Linked DNA regions of Zea mays: regions 1 and 3 are each linked to region 2. A link is a contact called in public Hi-C data. All regions are on one chromosome and are shown on one strand. Each heading gives the region's core, a stretch centred on a gene start, on an enhancer-like site or on the middle of the called end of the contact. The rest is flanking DNA. Distances are from core to core; before and after follow the strand shown. Region 1 holds the start of LOC100282668. Region 2 holds the start of LOC103628982 (ACT domain-containing protein ACR8). Region 3 holds the start of LOC100322876.

Region 1 (2,700 bases), core at 7-2,506, 130 kb before region 2:
GATACAGTGCAGGAAACAGACATATGCAGGGTACAGCATGAAGGCCAAATGAAAGGCTGCATATACTGTCTGCAGCCGCCACAGGCCGGCAGGATGGAATTTTCCAAACTTCCAATGTAACCATACCAAATCCCAAAACTGCCCCCCCCCAAAACATTGTGTGGGCACAGACAAATTACCCGTCCACGAAGGTGGACCATCACGCGGGGAAGACATGGCCAGCACGCTCTTCTGCTGTCACCATGATATTCAAACATCGAATATAAGTCCAGAAAAAAAGAAAGTGAATTGCGGCCTTCATACAAAGACTGGGAAATTACGGCCAGCGCTAAGAAAATTATTTGTTTTGCAAAATAGTTAGTGGAGAAATAAGGGAATATCTGTTAGTAAATTGGCTGGTCACAAGAAAAGCTTGTGGTTTTACACGAGCTGAGGCAAATATCTTCGGAGATCAGAAGAGTGCGTAGCTGTGTCACGAGAAATTTGCAGATGGGCCAAACAAAAAGCAGCCAGAAGACTAACTAGTCTCCATGCAATTAATATGCATAATGATTTCCATAAGAAACACAAGCAGCTCCGGGACAGATCAGGCAAAATGTCCTCAAAGAGAAGATCCCTCCTCGTGCCCAAAAAGAGCAGCTAGGGACATAAATCAGTTAAACGGCTCGATCGAAGCTAGGACGAGCAAGACCTCCCAAGATCGCGGAATTAGCGCAGCTGGAACGCAGACAAAGAGAGGGAGGGGCGCGGGAATCGGGAGCTGCCCCAGAGCGCCGAGCGAGGGAACAGGAGCCACCCACCTTCCTGTAGAGTTGCGAGGAGGGGTTGAGCTCCTGCCTGAGGAGCGCGCCCATGGAGATGTAGGGCACGGCGAGCACCTCGGCGAGGCGCGCGGCGTGGGCGTGCTTCTGCGGGCCAGGGCGGCCCATGACGACCCACTGCACGCCCCCGGGGCCCCCGCCGGCGGGGTCAAGGCCGGCGGCCGGCGCCGAGGCGCGCGCCTCCTCCTCGCCGTCCTGCTCCCAGTCGGACCACCACTCCTCCATCGCGGCCGCCGCCGCCGCCGCGAGCCTCCGGTGTGGGGCGAGGGCGCGCCTGGGGAGGGCGGATCGGGCTGCGGCGAGCCGCAGGAGGGCGGCCATTCCTTGCCTAGCTGGCGGCGGCTAGGGTTTGCGGGGGTTTTGGGGGCGGACGCGGAGGTCGTTGGGTGCGGGGCGTGGGAATTTTTATGTGCAACAAGGTGCGGGAAAGGTGGAAGGGGGAGGTGAGGTCGCGCTGCTCTCTCTGTGGTGTGGGCGGGCGTGTCGTGTGCCCGCCCGTTTGGTGCCCATGTCGGATAAGGAGCCATTGGCAATTTTGCCATTATCATTTGTGGGTTTCGCCAATATGCTATCGGACCCACAAATCATAGACACAGACGGTCCCACCAGTCATAGACACGGGATGGCATAATAACAGACAGCCAAAATTGAGAGTGGCAAAATAGCAAATTTCTCGTCGGATAAGAGAGGACGAGAGGGACAGAGAAAAGGCCTCTAGCCGGGCCGGGCCGGGCCGGCGGACCGGTCAACTGTTCAGCTGTGTACCCGGTGGCCGACGACTGTGAGGACGGAGTCGGAACCATAATGGGCTGGGCTGGTGGGAGGTGGCAGAAAAGCAGACTGGCAATGGTGGTCCAGCCCGAAGTAGTCCTCCTCGCGCTCTCCAGCAGCGCCACGAACGACGGCGGCTTCAAGGTGCGGGAAAGGTGGAAGGGGGAGGTGAGGTCGCGCTGCTCTCTCTGTGGTGTGGGCGGGCGTGTCGTGTGCCCGCCCGTTTGGTGCCCATGTCGGATAAGAGAGGACGAGAGGGACAGAGAAAAGGCCTCTAGCCGGGCCGGGCCGGGCCGGCGGACCGGTCAACTGTTCGGCTGTGTACCCGGTGGCCGACGACTGTGAGGACGGAGTCGGAACCATAATGGGCTGGGCTGGTGGGAGGTGGCAGAAAAGCAGACTGGCAATGGTGGTCCAGCCCGAAGTAGTCCTCGCGCTCTCCAGCAGCGCCACGAACGACGGCGGCTTCAAGGTGCGGGAAAGGTGGAAGGGGGAGGTGAGGTCGCGCTGCTCTCTCTGTGGTGTGGGCGGGCGTGTCGTGTGCCCGCCCGTTTGGTGCCCATGTCGGATAAGAGAGGACGAGAGGGACAGAGAAAAGGCCTCTAGCCGGGCCGGGCCGGGCCGGCGGACCGGTCAACTGTTCGGCTGTGTACCCGGTGGCCGACGACTGTGAGGACGGAGTCGGAACCATAATGGGCTGGGCTGGTGGGAGGTGGCAGAAAAGCAGACTGGCAATGGTGGTCCAGACCGAAGTAGTCCTCCTCGCGCTCTCCAGCAGCGCCACGAACGACGGCGGCTTCAGGTACGCCGTCTCGGCACCACGAACCGCGCCCACACCACGAATTGGCTACGCGGGCACGCCGCCGCTGTTCGAATTCGCCGCCGGGTGGTGGTGGTGGTGGAGGAGGAGGAGACGAGACACCAGCTGCTGCAGCTTCTTGGTGTCGCCGCCGCCCATCTCCTGCTCGCGCAGGCAGCATGGCTAGTTATTGCAAGTCGTACAGGCGGCCGTACCTCCCTATAGCGCGCCAAGCTAGAACTTGTGGTTGTTATATTGCCCGGCTAGCTTTGCTGCGCGCGTGCTCGATCGATGGATCATAGCAGCAAT
Region 2 (2,932 bases), core at 141-2,640:
CGTCCGCCCGCCTCTCCGGCTTCGGGACAGCGTAGCGTTGACGGAGTGGCAGCGGTAGTGGCCGGCAGGCAGCACGTAGTAGTAGTACGGCGTTCGTGCGGCTCCGGTCGTCCTCCCCGACGTGCCGGGGCGTGCTTCCGTCCGGCCGCGTCGTGCGCCCGTCGCCCGCGCACGACGAGCAACGTCCACCAGGGAGGCAGGCAGCATCACGGTCACGTGATCGGTGATCCACCACGGCACGGCAGCACCGGAGCCTGGACTGGCAATGGCCTGCTCTCTGCTCGCGCCTCCATCCCATCCATCGGGATCGGAATCGAGTCCGGCATGCCGCCGGCCTTTAATTGCCGGTCATGTATGGCGCATGGCATGGCTGCTGGGCCTGGGCGACGCCACCTCGTACGCATCCCGCCCCATCCTGGGCGTCCGTTCCATTGAATGCGCGCGCGCGTGGGCCAATGCACTGCCTGCTACACCGGCGGCCGTACTCGTACGGGAGGGGCACGGCGTCGCGTGATCCTGGCCTGCGCCGCCATAAATGCACCTCCGGATCCGTCGAAGATCCAGCCGGCACGCCGGTACACCACGCGCCCCGCCATCAAAGCTCCATCGATCGCCGCCGCTGGAGGGAGGAGGAGTGTATGCCACCGCCGTGAAGAGGCGGTCCTGTACCATACTACCATTCGCTGCACAAGTTGCAGCTAGGGCTGCAGTCGCGGCGAGGTTTTAATTTCAAATCCCCAAATCATCCGGACATGCTACACTAAACACTGGCCACTAGTAGTATGATGTGTTGTTTTGTTTGGCAGGCCCCCTCTTGATTGTTTTTTTAAGACGGCCGGCCGGCGCTCGGGGCAGCTCGGTCCGGTCGCATATTCGAGCGGAGCTCTGTCGGTTTTGTCTCTTCCCATGGAGCTTTTTCACTCCTATCCTATCCTATCCTTTCCCACCCAAAAATCGCCCGTTTGGAGCCGGGCACCACTCCAAACGCTGCAAATAATCCGTACCACTACGTACCGTATGCCGCTGCTCGCTTTGTCTTAACCACCGTCCCGTTCCGTCCCGTGCCGTCCCTTCCGTGCTGTCGGAGGCAACTCCGTGGGCCTGCCGCCTGGTCCCACCCCGCCAGCTGCTGCTCTGTACTAATCCAACATTGCCTGCTCGCGTTTGCATTGCTAGTACTGTAGTATAGTATTTCGACAAACAAGGAATTTTTGTCGCGGGATTAATTAAGCCGGACGCAAAGGAGAGCGGCATGCAAGTGCAAGGCAAGGAGGAACGGGCACAGAGCACGCAGGCCCTCCACGTGGCGCCCACAAAACCTGCCGCGCGGGACCCACGACGGACCCCCCCTCCGTCCCCGGCCTCCACCCTCATAAATCCCCGCCCGCCCCGACACACCAGCCCCCGCCCACGCATTCCGATTCCAAATTGAACAGCTCTGCTAGCTCAGACACAGGTGGGGGGAGGCGGCGGCACGGCAGCTGCAGCAAACTACAAGGCGGCGAGCAGAGGCAGAGCCGCGCCAAAAGCGAGGGGAAGCATCCAAGCCTCGGGCGATCCCGCCGAAGCGCCCTCGTCCGCTTCGTCCCTGCTGTCAGAGCCGCCGCCGCGGCGCGCGGGCGCGCGTGCTTGCTTTTATATACAGGCGACCCGCGTGCCCGGGCTCTTCGTTGCCTGCCTCTGACTCTGCAGTCTGCACGCACGCACTCACCCAGGCGGAGCACGAGAGAAGCCGGCCGGCGGCGATGGAGTGGCTGGATGAGTACGAGAAGCTGGTGATCCGGATGAACACGCCGCGGGTGGTCATCGACAATGCCGTCTGCCCCACGGCCACGCTGGTGCAGGTGACCCCTCCGCCTCTGGTTCTTGGGCGCGCAACTAGCGCTCGTGACTCGCAGTGGTTGCTGACACCGTGCTGCAGGTGGACAGCGCCAGGAAGCGAGGGCTGCTGCTGGAGGCGGTGCAGGTGCTGGCCGACCTGGACCTGTCCATCAACAAGGCCTACATCTCCTCCGACGGGCGCTGGTTCATGGACGTCTTCCACGTGACCGACCGCCTGGGCCGCAAGCTCACCGACGCCAGCGTCATCGCCTACATCCAGCAGTCCCTGGGCACGTGGGTCGAGCCGGCGGCGGCGGCGCCCCCCGAGGGGCTGACGGCGCTGGAGCTGACGGGGCCCGGGCGCGCGGGCCTGCTCTCCGAGGTGTTCGCCGTGCTGGCCGACATGCAGTGCGGCGTGGCGGACGCCCGCGCGTGGGCGCACCGCGGCCGCCTCGCCTGCGTCGCCCACCTCCGCGCGGACGACCCTGCCGACGGCGACGGCGACGGCCGTGTATCTCGCATCCTGGCGCGCCTGAGCCACCTGCTTCGCGGCGACGGCGTGGTTGCCCCGGGCGCCGTGGCCGCCGTGCCGGCCTCCGGCGTCGCGCACGCCGACCGCCGCCTGCACCAGCTCATGTCCGCCGACCTGCACCGCGCGGCGCCGGTCCCTGTCCCGGTCCCGGCCCTGGCGCCCGCCGTGTCCGTGCAGAGCTGGGCCGAGCGCGGGTACTCCGTTGTCACCGTGCAGTGCGGCGACCGGCCCAAGCTGCTGTTCGACGTGGCGTGCACGCTCCACGACATGGACTACGTCGTGTTCCACGGCACCGTGGACACCGCGGCGGGGCGCGCGCGCCAGGAGTTCTACATCCGGCGCGCCGACGGCAGCCCCATCCGGTCCGAGGCCGAGCGCGAGATGCTCACCCACCACCTCCAGGCCGCCATCGAGCGGAGGTCGCTGGAGGTAACCGAACTCAAGTCTGTTGAAATCTGTCGGTCGTTAATGTACGTCGTCGTCGTCGACCGGTCGACGACATCAGAAACGCATTTCCAAGCAAACAACTAATGGCATCGGTTTCCGTCCATGCAGGGCGTGAGGCTGGAGCTGTGCGCG
Region 3 (2,732 bases), core at 49-2,548, 220 kb after region 2:
CAGGACAAACAACAGGGGTGAAAGAGGGTCGCCCTGTCTCACCCCTCTCCTGCAATGAAAAGGCTTACCAGGAACTCCATTAAGTAACACTGAGGAAGTGCCAGAGTGAAGAATGCTCCGAATCCAGTTGATCCACTTAGGGCTGAAGCCTTTGTGGATAAGAACCTGGATAATCAACTCATGCTCAATCATGTCAAAGGCTTTCTCGAAATCAAGCTTGAGTACAATGATCTCTTTTTTTGAGGAGTGACAAAGGTGAATATATTCCAAGGCCCATGCCAAGCAGTCTTGAATGGACCTCCCCTTGATGAAACCATACTGATTCTTGTGAACTAGCCGGGGCATGAACGGTTGCAGACGATTTGCCAGCAGCTTCGTTAAGATTTTCATACTATTGTTTAGAAGAGAAATTGGCCTGTAATCCCCCACCTTCATAGGACTCTCAATCTTAGGAATCAAGACAATGAATGATCCGTTGATACTTCTGAGGCAAGCCTGGTCATGAAAGAATTTGTCACACAGATCATAGAAATCGGGGGCAATGACATGCCAGCACTTTTTGATGAAGTTTGTATTAAAACCATCTGGCCCTGGGGATTTATCTGAAGGTAGGAGCTTTATGATGCTATCAATTTCCAGCTTAGAAAATGGCTGATCTAGCCCCTGTAATTGCTCATTGGAAGTTAAAATTTCTGATAGGTCAAACCCAATATCAGAAAAGTCGGACGACCCCAGTCTGCATTTGAAAGCCTCCCAGAGAAGATTAGACTTATGTTCATGTTCAAAGAATATGGTCCCATTGTCATCAGTCAAAGCAGAGATTGAATTTTTCCTGTGTTTATTCCATTACGCACATAAGTTCAAATTTTATTAATATCAAAAAAATGAGTATTAAAAATGAGTATATGAATTCTGTTATTATTGTAGATATAGAGTACCGAATTTAGAGGACGTTGTTGGAGTTGGCGAAGATATAGAGGACGGAATTTTTTAGAGGGTTCTGTAAATGACAGAGAATATTTCTTTAGAGGATAGAATTTAGGGGGCGTTGCTGGATACAGCCTGTACCTTGTCTGAGGGAGCGTAACTGCTAAAAGTTTACGCGGTGGATACACGAGGGACAAAAAAAAAAGTTGGAGGTCAAATGGACTCGGGGAGCCGGAGGGAAGCGGCGACCGCGCGAAGGATGCAGCGCCACGGCGGTCGGCGGCGTAAGCGTAAGCGACGCGCACTCACGCCGCCGCCCGTCTCCTTCGGCATGGAGGACCTCTCCGCTTTGACTCTGTTTACCGCGCACAGATACCATTCCGGAAGGGACCCAGACGCAGCCTACACCTGCACGGCTGCACCGCAGGGAGGCGCCATCTGACCCGGCCCCGGCGGCGCTGGCTGCCCCGTCGCCCCCAGACCCACCCAGAGGAATCACGCAGATATTGCCTTCCCCCGTGGCATGCACCCACCGACCCACATGCGCGCGCGCGCACCCATCGGGAATTCCGGACCCGATTCGCTTTCCTATTTCATTCCACTCCACCCGCTTTTGGGTGTGTGGACGATGCATGGGGAGAGAGAGAGGGAGCGGGAGAGTCTCCTCCTCCTCCCCGACCGGAGCGCCGGTGCCATGGAAGGGGGCGGCGAGCACCACCACCCGCTTAGCGTATTCCTCCGGGACGCGAGGTGAGCCCGCCCATCCATGACCACGGGGCATCTGCTGGTCTTCATCGCCACCCCAGCAAAACTAAGGGTTCAAATTTAAATAGCCCTTATATTTTCCCTTCTTCCCGTCTCCAGGCTCGCATTCAGATGGGACGAGCTCGGTCAGGAGATCATGAGGATCGCGGTGCCCGGCGCGCTCGCGCTCATGGCTGACCCAGTCGCCTCCCTCGTCGACACCGCCTTCATTGGCCACATAGGTTTGCTCTTGCTCTCTTGCCTTCTCTTCATCTGTTTCACGTACATAGTACATATAGTAGTAAAAAGATAGGAGAGATTGGAAACTGCGCGACAAGTACCATGCTCTGCATCCACTTGTTCAATACGAACCTATCGTTGTCAAACGCAAACGCAACCACGAGGACGTAGTATTATTTTGTCTATTGGTTCACATCTGTTTAAGCCCAGCCAGCCAGCCAGCCACCGGCTGACATGCCCACCTTCCATTTCACGTTGTCACAAGAAGGCTTTAATAGAGAGCCCTGGCGTCTTTTAGGAATAAAATCATATGTGCAGCCAGCGTGCATTACTGCGAAAAGTTATGATGAAGCCGGGTGCATCGGTGTGTTTTATTAGGAAACAGAAATTAGAGGGCACTGAGTAAGATATCAATATCCAACAGGCGTAAGCTGATTACTTCTTGCTTATTCTTCTTCAGCACCCCCCCACCCCACCCACAAAAGTAGTGTGATTCTCTTGAAACGATAGATATGAAGTTTGGTTGCTCTTTTATATATGTATATTGGTTGCTCTGATGTTTTTTCATTTGTGATAACCAGGTCCAGTTGAACTTGGAGCTGTAGGTGTATCAATTGCCGTGTTTAATCAGGTCTCAAGAATTGCAGTGTTCCCACTTGTTAGCGTCACAACATCATTTGTTGCTGAGGAGGATGCTATGTCCAATGGCAGAGACAATGACAAAATACATCAACAAAACGAACGCAATGTTTCGGTCAGTGAAATGGATGAACTGATTCCTCCTGAAGGTGATCTTCTTCTTCAAAAAAGCATGGACAGAT

Evidence for each region. A called contact is a pair of places that touch in the nucleus more often than the background predicts.
Region 1: a Hi-C map of endosperm shows a contact between it and region 2, with 3 times the contacts expected there. The contact joins the promoter of LOC100282668 here to the promoter of LOC103628982 in region 2. A contact is called at or near these places in 4 of 25 Hi-C or Micro-C datasets (ear, endosperm, leaf and 1 more).
Region 3: a Hi-C map of ear shows a contact between it and region 2, with 2.4 times the contacts expected there. The contact joins the promoter of LOC100322876 here to the promoter of LOC103628982 in region 2. A contact is called at or near these places in 3 of 25 Hi-C or Micro-C datasets (ear, leaf and tassel).

The regions. Positions count from the first base shown.
Region 1 is chr6:11,502,155-11,504,854 of Zm-B73-REFERENCE-NAM-5.0, reverse strand. LOC100282668 reads right to left here and starts at 1,256. Exons shown (of 4, transcript NM_001155576.2): 1 at 801-1,256. The coding sequence starts at 1,142.
Region 2 is chr6:11,371,202-11,374,133 of Zm-B73-REFERENCE-NAM-5.0, reverse strand. It overlaps LOC103628982 (ACT domain-containing protein ACR8), which reads left to right and starts at 1,390. Exons shown (of 3, transcript XM_008650178.3): 1 at 1,390-1,844; 2 at 1,922-2,782; 3 at 2,909-2,932. The coding sequence starts at 1,746.
Region 3 is chr6:11,148,123-11,150,854 of Zm-B73-REFERENCE-NAM-5.0, reverse strand. LOC100322876 reads left to right here and starts at 1,298. Exons shown (of 13, transcript NM_001170581.1): 1 at 1,298-1,677; 2 at 1,792-1,913; 3 at 2,493-2,699. The coding sequence starts at 1,451.